Regions from separate parts of the Zea mays genome. Here regions 1 and 2 are each linked to region 3. A link is a contact called in public Hi-C data. All regions are on one chromosome and are shown on one strand. The core of a region is the stretch at or near the end of the contact, and the rest is flanking DNA. Distances in the headings are between cores, read along the strand shown.

Region 1 (3,918 bases), core at 709-3,208, 450 kb after region 3:
CGCGCCTCCAGACCGCCGCTCCACCACAGGTCACGCCAACCAGCCTTCTCCTCCGCCCTCCGATTGATAGGATTTGATGTTAGCCGTCGATAATGGATCCTCAACCCTAGGTGATGGTCACCCACCATTCGTAATTTTTGTTAAGCCATTTCAGGGTGGGTGATGATGACGAATAGCAAGCCACATCCACTAACAAGCATTTATTTGTCCATGTCAGCATACCACACATCAACTAAAAATTCCTTTATAATAGTTTATACCTTCATGCAAGTAAATATTAGTCGTCTAATTTCATTCCAAATTATTTGTGGTCCCCGCAGCAATGCACGGGTATGCTTCCAGTTGTATAACAATCTGCAAGCTAAAACAGAAAGCGCCCACATACAAACCTGGTTAGCTTTTCGACCAAGGCCCATGAGGAAGTTATCAGGCTTGATGTCTCTGTGCAGATAGCCTTTAGAATGCATAAATTCTATTCTTGTTATCTGTAATAGTAAATGAAAACCAGTTTCAACCAACTACAGCATGGGTAAAAAAGAGGTGATTTTTTAAGGTTAAATAAGGAACAGAAAGGCAGGACTATTTTGCTGTTCTGCTCATGTGCCATCTCAATGTAGCTACTGTGTAAATCACTTGAGATTGTGTGTTCCACTGTCAGCTATTTGTGTGTGATCCACTTAAATTTGAGTGTAATTCACTTGAATTTGAGTGTTCCTTACATATGGCATAATCCAGTCGATCACAAACAAGTGCTAATGGCATATGTAGCAATCGTGGGATGCACTGTAAGAGTGCTACACAAGCATCACTGAGAAATAAACATAAGTGATTGGCACCTTTCACAAATTCATCACAATAGTAAATAAAACCTAGGGAGGTTGGAGAAGAATTATTACCATCTGGTCCGCTAGCATCAAGACCGTCTTCAGTGAGAATCTCCGGCCACAATAAACAAACAGATCTTCAAGGCTTGGTCCGAGTAAATCAATAACAAGAATGTTTTCATCGCCGTCAATGCCGCACCATTTTATGTTTGCGATACCAGCTACATGGATTCAAAATAGCAACAATTCAACACAGATAATGGTATAACAATCAGCAAAGTAAGATTTGTATGTACTCAAACGCATACTCCCTCCTTGAAGAGCATTGTACAGTTTGGCCTCATATAGCAACTGTGGATGATTGGTTTTGCTGCTTTCCTGTACATAATAATAAACATAAGTTCCAAAAATAAACATGGCAAATACACATCTACAGCATATATTAATTTGCAATGTGTTGTCATATAATAACTCCATTCATTTGTAACTTCATCAAATGACTACTTATCATGTCCTAACAGATGTCATTTTACAGAGATGGTTTCGTTTTCATTTTTTTTACAAAGAGGTTGCAAGTAACCTAGAGCACAAAAACCTGAGGGGTCCAGGACGCTGAATCAACATTACACAATTTTAAGCTCCACCTCATAACCCTACTGCGCGCCGCAATAAGCATAGCAAGAAGCCGCGAAACCATAGACGAATTCCAACAAAATCAAACAAAAACGAGGGACGGCTGAGGGAACGGGGGCTCACAATCTTGACGGCGACGATCTCGTAGGTGTCGACGTGCGTCGCTGCATAGAGAGGGAGGGGACAACAACAAGCACAGCACCAAAACCTCGTCAGATCCAAACACCAAGCAAAGTGAACAACAGCTGTCGTGATCGAGGTCGAACCGAGGTAGATCTCCCCGAAGGAACCGCTTCCGATCTTGCGACCCAGCTTGTACTTGCTGCCTACGATCCGGTCCATCCCCTCCTCCACCAGCTTTTCCTACGCCTTTCAGCTCTGGCTCTATCGGCGCCGCGACGGCGAGTGGAAGGAAAGCGAGGGGACTAGGGTTTCGACTGCCGACTACTGCGACGAAATGGGTAGCAAAGAAGGAAGAGGAGAGTGGGCAAAGTGGCGGGTTGAAGGCTTCTAGAAGGTCGGAAACGGATTAGATTTTGCAGCGCAAGACGCGACGGTGAGAAAAAAAAAGTAATGTCGGAGACTCAAGCAGCTTTGCTTCCAACAGCAAACTTCAGGCAAATGGATTTAAATAAAATATATATAAGGACAAAGTATTATCTCTACTACTTATTAAGGCTCTAAGGGTAGCCCGCATGGCTGTTGTTCAATCTGGATCGTCCATCCGTGCGCACAAAAGTTCAATACATGTTTACAATATACCACTAACTGATTACAAGAGCTAATTGCTTTCTCTGTAGCAGCCACGTTTATAAGTTGCTGCCGCACTCTTTTGCTAGCCGATATGGTACCATTTATTTGTGCCGCGGTAGAGAACATGAAATTTATTTGGCTGGCTGATATGAGGCCCATCTATCAATTCAATTGTAAACGGCCCATCTAGGAAAAACCCTAGATATGCCCGCGCCCGCAGGCTCTCCGTCGGTCGCGCGGCTCTCGCGCGGCGGCTCCTCACCCGCCGTCGGTCGCTCCTCATCTCGCAGACAGTCGCGCACCTCCTCTCCTCTACCACTGTCGCCCCCTCCTCGCCGCCATTACTGCTCGCCGCGTCCTGACTCCTGTAGTGGAAATCGGGCGGAAGGAGGTGTTCGGAACATCGAGGCTGCGATCCCAGCGAGCAAGCTCGCGTGGCTTGGTGGGCACAGCCTCCTTCTCGCCGCCAGCTCTCACTCTGGGCCGGCCGGGGTGGTGGGGGACATACGTCTTTGGGATGTTCGGGCGAGCGCCACGGTGCCAGTGTGGGAGGTCAGGGAGAAGGAGGATTGCTTTGCTGATGTTGCCGCGTCTGACGCACTGTCAGCGGTGTTCAAGGTGGGTGCAGCATCCAGTGAGGTGTTCATGGCTGACCTGAGGAGGCTTGGTAACGGTGGTGGCGTTGGATTGGAGCCATGGGTGTGCATTGGCGATGGATAGAAGGCGGCTGCAGCCGCATCATCTGGAAGGAAAGAGAGGAATGGTTGTAGAATTGAGTGCTACTGCAGTTGGGTGTTTGTGGCACGAGGCGCGGACGTTGAGGTGTGGAGTCAGGTGGGATTGGCACCAGAAGCCAGTGGAAAGAAGGTGATGAGGAGGAATTGGGTTGGCAGTGAACTATCCACAAAGCCCAAGATTGTGAGCTGGGCATTTGGTGGCAGCAGGATGGCATTGGCCAGAGCTGATCAGCTGCCTGTGGAGATATGGGATAGTGCTACAGCAGCAATTGGCGCAAATCCCTGAGTAGAGGGAGGATATCGCAAAAGCAAGCCGACGCTTGTCAAATGTTCAATTGCTGCTTGTTCCTCTATGCAATGTAAATTTACTTTAGCGTGTTGTTTGTGATGTATCCCAGATAGTTAGAATCTTGAATGCAATGCCTGGAAGGTATGGAATGATTTTACTGGGGTTGAATATATTCTGTGTTTTCTGATCATGCAATCTACTGAATTTTGTTATCACCCTAGGAAAAAGGGTAATACAGTATCTTTTTAAGCAATTGTGGAAAAAGGTCTTTGCCAGGGTAAACTTTGTTTAACTGAGTTATTCTTTTTGGGTATTGAAAATCTAACTTCCTCAATAAGAATTTGCATAATTGTCTTACATCAGTTATAGATTTGGTGCTTCTAGAAGCTCAACACAATTCCATAGAAGCTCACCACAATTCCAGCATGATATGGGAATCTGTTACAACATGCTTTGCAATAGTTCATGTGTGCTCTCAGGTCTGCAAGATTTTATGGTACTCCCTCCGTCCCATAGTACTATTTGTTTTAGCTCTTATTTTTTATGTTTATATTCAAATGAATGATGATAAATATATACATATATATAAAACATATACATCAAGTATTGTATGAATCTATTAACATCCCAAAATAAATTTTTATTTGGGACAGAGGGAGTACCATTTAGATATGAGGATTGC
Region 2 (3,374 bases), core at 398-2,897, 440 kb after region 3:
AGACATATTCCTGTAGTTGTCTCGTTATGCACCCGAAGACATCAACACTAAGGCTATTCACAATGAGGATTCCATGTCTCTGTTTCCAAAAATGCCACATCAGATTTATGGATGAATGAAATACCCACTCTCAATAGAGAGTTTCATCTCACTATTTCATATGTCAACATACTTCTTAAATGCTGCATATAAATAACCAATAGGATTTACTCAATTATATGAAGATGAAACAAAACACTCTCAGTGGAGGTTTCACACAGTTTCCAAGATCTTGGAAACGAGTTAACATGGTTTCATCCCCATGAAACTCCATGAAACTCTTCCTTCTTAAATGATGTGACATGTCATCAAAATAGCTGATGTGGCAGGCTAATTAATATATGAAACACCCCATGAAACCTTCATTGTGAATAGCCTAATGCTAAAAAGCAGTACAGGTTCATGAGAGGTTTGGTCGACCCCTGCATTTAATGGTTGGTCTATTTCTTCCTCTCACATATTGTGTAATTGTGTTGGAGTCCATAAGCAGCCTGATGTTAGCTGGCTATTAATAAGCACCCACTTTTATTCTCTCTTTCACGTCACCGTAAATCTAATGTGGTACTCTATGCCTTACATCCAGCCTATATATCTTATTATACTTGGTCTCATATAAAACCAAACTATTCGGTACCGGGTTCAGTCGGCCTCTAGCACTTGGCAGCGTACACAACCGTCCGCACCAAATACTATGCAGGATACCACTCCGAAGCGGCCAGGAATTAAGGATGGCACGAGAAAGGGGCGCCAGGCAAACCGATTCGACCAGCAGACACTGCGACGAGGACTGGCCGCGGGGGCTGTCGCGTGCACAGCCACGTCGGAATCAAATCCTCTACAGTAACATCCTTTTGACGTATGGGGCCAGGCACCGGTCGGCCCCACACGTCAAGGATGAGGTACGTTCATGCACGTTACTGCAGGCGCCACGCCCGTGCCCCGGGCGGGCCCGGAGGTCGTTGTTCCTCTCCACCGCTGCAGCGCAGCTTACAGCTCAGGTGGCCAGGACGAGACCAGTAACGTGGCCGGCGCGGCGGCAAAAGATCCGAGGCCTTCTCGTGGGCAAAGAAAGGACATGTCATCTACCGGGTCGGCGACGTCGACAAAGACAATCAGGTACCACAAAACAATACAAGTCACAGTCCGCTCTGAAGTCTGAGCTGAAACAGATTATACAAATTAATGCATGTTCTAAACCGGGTGCCTGGGCGATGAAGCTGCTCAGCAAGATGGGCATATATACCTAAGGCTGAGGAGAAGTAAACCGACGCGTTCCTCGAATACGGGCCCGCGGAATCGCATTTCGTCGTCGAGCAGTGCTGTTGGCAAACCTAGAACTTCCCCGTCGATCGGTTACAATTGAGATCTCATAAAGAGGGCAGCAAGAGCGTCATCGCCTTCGTGGTGTGGGCCCTGACGGGTGACGGCTACAAGTTTGAGAGGCCTGGAACGCTGGAGCATACCTACAACTATGGTGTCACCGACACCGAGTATGACAAGGGGAATTGCATATGCCCAGGTGTGCAATCTGGTTTTCTTCGCGCTAGGTCCCTGCAGCTGAGATGCTTCTCTGGACACAACATGATGCTGAGTTGTGAGCCATTGCCCTTGCCAGGGATCAATCCACACCAATGCATGTCACATCCATCCTGGACCCTGATGAGTGAAATCGGTACTATCCAATGCACCGACGTTTTTGGACTATAGAGAAGGATGATTCCCTTCGCTTTTCGACAAACTTCCTACGGTGTTCATATATCGTAATTCGTAATGCAGGTGTTCGTCAACGACATCGACTTTGCCAAGGAACAAATGAGCTCAAACACTCTGCGAACAGGATTCTGTCTCGAAAACAAGAACAAGCGTTAGACTAAGGCGGCTCCAGCTGTGAAAATTGCCAAATTCAAGAACTCGACTATATAGTTAAACCAGGAATGTTATAAGCGCGATGACTAAAGCTGGACTTTAACATTCTGCTCTGTTTCATGTTGTCGCACAACAAATGCATGAATAAATTGGGCAGTTTTGAATTCTGGCGAAGTGCTGTTCAGACTCGACAAAGTATAAAGATGGCTCCACTCCTAGATACAGTTCATCCTTTTTATAACTAAAAAAACATTCACTTCGGAACCAGCGTTATATCATTGAAAGATATTGATGCAATCAGAAAAATGAGGGATACCTAAATATGTACACTTTTATCAAGTAAATCATCTCATTCCACCTCAACACTTAAGAACAGCCCTTCTAAGAAATTATGTACAGTTCATTGTTTTTATGACAACTGGAGAGAGAATGCCAACAAAAAAAACACCAACATGAAAAATCAATATGTGGTAGGACTTCCTCACAATGTTATAAGCTATTCAACCCTCATTCAAATAAAATACAGGCAACCATGTCTATGACAGGAGCACGGCATGATATTTACCTCTGCCCAACCAGATTGTTGTCGATTGCAATTTAACCTTTTTTTATCTCGAGGCCATGAGCCACAGCATGTGTTTCTTCAAAGTTGCGGTCACAGTTATAGATACATGGATGCTACCCAATCATAAGCTTCCCAGACCTCTTCATAGTCTTTGTATGGTGCTATTTGGTGTCATACATTGCAAGCTGCGGCCAATCCAAGTAGAATATGACAGCCTTTCAGCAAAGAGGGTGTATGCTAACCAACCATGAACTTCCCGTATACCACCACTCTGTAGTTTTTGTATGGCGATTTGGTGTCAAGACACTGGAAACTGCAGGTCAATACTGGTCGGATATTCACTTTTAGCGAAGAGGCGTTGTCCTAACTGATGCATGCATATGTCATTGAATGTGCATGCTAACCAATCATAAACTTCCCAGATACCTCTTCGCGATGTTTTGCATGGTGTAATTTTGTGTTCAACACAATGGAAGCTGCAGTAAATCTAAGTCAATTAGTACATCACTTTCTACAAATAAATTGACAGCATCAAAATGGAATATGATCAGAAAAAATACGGTGAGAAATCCAATTCCTGTTACTTGCAAGAGAATGCGACAAATAGCAAAAGTAACTTGCCTTATACAAGTTAAAAAGTTGTAACTCAATCCAAGTAGAATGCACATTGTCGCACTGCTGCAGCCCGTAATTAAAATGAAAGCTATCCAGGTGAAACCCCAAATTTTCATTATGCATAGAATGTGTCACCATTATTAGGTTTGTAAAGGATCCTGAATCAACGACCCCATGCAGATGAGTTACAATGTATCCACTCGTGTTGAACACAAAAATGAATATCTGACGTTCCTAGGCAAGTTTTCAAATTATACGCAGATGGAGAAGAACAAAAAACAACCAGAAC
Region 3 (3,827 bases), core at 618-3,117:
GGCCGAAAAAACGTGCGGTCGTGGGCGCGTCCACGACGGAGAGCGTGGGCGGAAGGTTAAGGAGGGGAGTGGCTAACAGGCGGGGTCCGCGGACCAGCGAGGGTGAGCGGCAAACGTGTGCCGTTAGCGCTGACAGGAAGGTCCCACCGAGCAGCGAGTGAGAGCGGCCACGAGTGCGGACGGGTCAGCGCCGACAGGTCGGGTCCACTGGGCAGCGGGAGGGGGGAGAGGGAGAGAGAGCGCGTGCGCGGACGCAGGCGGTCGCTGGCAGATGGGGTCCACCTGTCAGATGACGCGGGCGCGCGCGCCGCCTGACTGGGCCGAGTTGGGCTGGCTTGGGCTGAATTGAGTTTTTCTTTTTCCCTTGATTTTCGAAATGCTTTTTTTATTTTCTCTACGGTTTTCAATTCAAATTCAAACCAAGTTTCAAATTCAAACATGTGCATCAATTCAAAGAATATTTTAGGCTCAGCATGATGCAACAAATTATGACCCACATAAGTTTTGACAAAATAAATAATAAATCCCTCACTTAATTAACCTAATCCTACTCAAAAGGAAGAGAGAGAGACTAGAGAGAGAAAGGGTAAAACCTGAATTTGGTAGGCATTTAGAGAAAAAATTTATACCCCAAATTAAGGGTGTTACAGTTTAGCTTTACCTCCTGTGCCTAACCCTTCACAACAGCACGAGAAAATTTTGCGGCGTCGAGAGCTCTCTACACAGAAAGGAGTGATTCCACAAGTGTTGATCAAGTGGACCTCATAACTGGAAAAACTAGCAACCTAAGAAGATGAGGCAATCACCGTCGCGCGATTTCCACGGATAGCGGCTTGGGGACAAGCCATCTCTCAAAAGGGGAAGAATGTCAAGGATTCGAAAGAGTCAGAGGAAGAAGGCAAGCCTAGTCGTAGTGTGAAGTCCAATCCAAGAGTAGTGGGCCGTAATGGACCCACTAGGTGGCTACAACTTTGTTTTTGTTTTATTCTCGTGAACCTTGGAAGAGGGGTTAAGGAGGTGGAGTGGACCCCGTAAGGGCTTGTTCGGTTAGCTCTCAATCCATGTGGATTGAGTGAGATTGAGTGGGTTTAAATCCCAAGCAAGTCAAAGTTTTTCTAAATTTTTTCCAATCCATGTATAATGGGAATAACCGAACAAGACCTAAGGGTGTGTGGAGAACAGATGGTCGGCTGCGCTCAGATTTCTGGCGGTGACGCTGTGTAAGGTTCTAGATATTAGTTGTAATCCAGTGGTCCGTAAGAAGAGACGTATGCCGGGAGCGGCGTACAGCCCCACCTAGATCAGTGTTCTTACAGACCGTCATCCCCGCTGCAGAATGGAGGAATGAGGGGAGGCCTTGACATCGTCGTGGGCCATGGCCTCACCGTACTTCTCCCATAACCCAGCGAAGATTGCATTGGAGTCCTCCGGGAGCACGATGGGACATGGTGATGAGCGGCACGCCGTGTGCGCGTCATTGTCCCCGCCGCCATGGCCCGGCCGTCCTGACTCCTTGTTCGCTGGATCACGACGCGCGGCCGTCTTGGTTGGCGCAAGCGATTAACTCGAGAAGACGACGCACTGATTGCGGCATATATTTCCATTCTTTATTACGTACGTATTGAACATTGCACACATGACAGCGACATACAGAGTGATCAGGTGCAATTAATCCATGCCACTCTGTCCCCAGAAACTCTGCCAGTTACAGTCAAAGGCACCAAAACTGTTACAATCCCTTTATTTTTCATCATTTCTTCTGTGCCTCATGTTTGTGTTCACGGAGGTGTTTTGATCAGCGAAGCAGCCGTCAATGGCTCATCCCGCAAGTATTCTGCATTATTCTGCTCAATGCTGGACAGCACCTCACATGCGTGACCTCGCCGAACCTTGCTGCGAAGCTCCTGGTGCGCTCTGCGGAGAATATAAAAACGGTTAGCATGACGAACAGCCTGCTCCATGATTTGACATATAGCGTCACACTGTTTTCTGCAGCAACAGCAGTAGTCTAGACGAATCGGTAATTGTATTATGATAGATGATTAGCACAAGACCAAAGGTAAATTCGCATCTATATCAGAATGGAATATCTATGTGCATCACCCAACTCATGAGGATGCTGAGTGACAATGAGAGCTTACCAATGGTACACCACTCTTAGCTCGCTGTTCCAAATATGATGATGGTTTGAAGAAGGGGCCATAAATTTCAGCCCACTTGCTTAGCTTAGAATGTATGTAAGGTGCTCCAACAGTGTCAGCCCAGAAGACAAGACCACCCCTGCATTTTTTTTGTAAGTTCAAATAAATACTCAGAATAGGCACCACACCTCCTTAAATCCATAAACAATACAACATAGAAATACACAAATGGTAAATGGGAGGACAATGATCATTGCATTAGAAGAGGTTTAGCTTGTATTGACACTAAGGGCTGCCAATACTTGCACGACGTAAAGATAGAATTCAGTTCAATATTAAGTAGAACTCTCTGCAGAACTACATACAAGTCAAGCATACAGTAGTCTTGGACATTTCAAACAATGAGGAACCAGATCGATAATTAGACAACTATACACATGTTAGATACTATATGCAACACAATCATAGGATGAGAGGTTAGCCTGTATAATTATTAGAGTAGGTACATTTGTTGTATGAGTACATTAGCAAGGTGCTAAATTTGAAGACATGCCATTTAAATTTATTTCCATAAATTGCAAATCACACCCATTGCGTTTTGTCTATATGATCTATTAAGTGTTCTTCCAGGAGTATCATCACAACCTGTGGTTTTAGTGAGATTTGGGATTCATGGATTAAAATTGTAAATTCATTCAGCAAACTTGTGCAAAAATGAACGTGCCAGGGATGGAAAACTGCGAGTTAAGTGGAAGAAAGTAAAAAAAAAATCATTTTGTACAGAAGTAACTACATAAGCATTTAAATACAGTTAAAACTTCAAGTAATTCTTACCTGTATTTAGGAAAGCCCATTCCAAGAACAGAAGCAATATCAAGATCAGAAGCTCGAATTACAACATTTTCATCCATAACCCTGCATGCCTCATTCACAACTGGGAAGAAAATCATCTCCAAAATATCTTGATCCGTTAAAGTAACAGGCTGCAAGAAATATAATTTGGTCGAATAAGGATCTTACTCAACAGGAATAGAATAAAAATTCTAATAAAAATGCACAGGCCATGTATCAAGACAGGCGTGAGAAAACAGTACCTTTCCACCAGGCATTGTGTTTGCGTGCTTTCGGTACTCCTCGATAACATGCTTAACACTAGGATCTGGCTTTGGCTTCCCACCCTTCTCATAAATGTAGTAACCTTTGCCGTTCACCTTTCCTGAAAAACAGTAATTTGGAAATTTCACTTCTCGAGAAATATATAAAATGTGCATTCATCTATTAACTGGTTTGTGCCATTATATAAGAGGATCAAATTAGCCATCATATAAGAGAAGATCAAATTATGAAACAAGCAAATGTTAAGAAGTTTACCTTGTCGTCCATCCTTTACCATCAAATCCACAAGGTCAGAGTCCAAATTTCTTTCTCCAAAGGCATCAGCGTAGATATCCTTTACTGCCAAGGCAACTCCATACCCAGCCACATCTTGGAGTCTACAGGGAAGCAAGGAAAAAATGCCAAATTTAAGAACTCACAAGAATCATGGAAGTAAAATTTAGAACAGTCAATCAACAATAGCCATTTAAGAATCAACGGTGCCTCAGGTCTGCATTGCTCATTTTAACGAGTTAGCTAAGGCACAACACAGCAAACTAAAGATGTCGCATTATTCTTTGTCCAGCGAAA

The links. A called contact is a pair of places that touch in the nucleus more often than the background predicts.
Region 1: a contact with region 3 is called in a Hi-C map of leaf, with 6 times the contacts expected there. The contact joins the promoter of LOC100281714 here to the enhancer-like site in region 3. A contact is called at or near these places in 2 of 25 Hi-C or Micro-C datasets (bundle sheath and leaf).
Region 2: a Hi-C map of tassel shows a contact between it and region 3, with 5 times the contacts expected there. The contact joins two enhancer-like sites. A contact is called at or near these places in 4 of 25 Hi-C or Micro-C datasets (bundle sheath, ear, leaf mesophyll and 1 more).

What each region holds. Positions count from the first base shown.
Region 1 is chr4:228,761,986-228,765,903 of Zm-B73-REFERENCE-NAM-5.0, forward strand. It overlaps LOC100281714, which reads right to left and starts at 1,959. Exons shown (of 15, transcript NM_001154634.2): 1 at 1,724-1,959; 2 at 1,581-1,621; 3 at 1,133-1,202; 4 at 897-1,045; 5 at 390-485. The coding sequence starts at 1,799.
Region 2 is chr4:228,744,269-228,747,642 of Zm-B73-REFERENCE-NAM-5.0, forward strand. It overlaps LOC100281714, which reads right to left. Exons shown (of 15, transcript NM_001154634.2): 15 at 2,229-2,946. Among protein-coding and RNA genes, the nearest start is that of LOC100281714, 18 kb to the right of the region's middle. Within about 2 kb of position 1,648, at least 20 of the 20 cell types and tissues checked have an H3K27ac peak or open chromatin away from gene starts, as enhancers often do. A contact at or near this core is called in ear, leaf mesophyll and tassel, where this site is marked.
Region 3 is chr4:228,308,919-228,312,745 of Zm-B73-REFERENCE-NAM-5.0, forward strand. It overlaps LOC103654691 (peroxisomal fatty acid beta-oxidation multifunctional protein), which reads right to left. Exons shown (of 18, transcript XM_020552871.2): 14 at 3,513-3,634; 15 at 3,236-3,357; 16 at 2,976-3,124; 17 at 2,142-2,280; 18 at 1,561-1,914. The coding sequence ends at 1,867. Among protein-coding and RNA genes, the nearest start is that of LOC103654691, 15 kb to the right of the region's middle. Within about 2 kb of position 1,868, at least 15 of the 20 cell types and tissues checked have an H3K27ac peak or open chromatin away from gene starts, as enhancers often do. A contact at or near this core is called in ear, leaf, leaf mesophyll and 1 more, where this site is marked.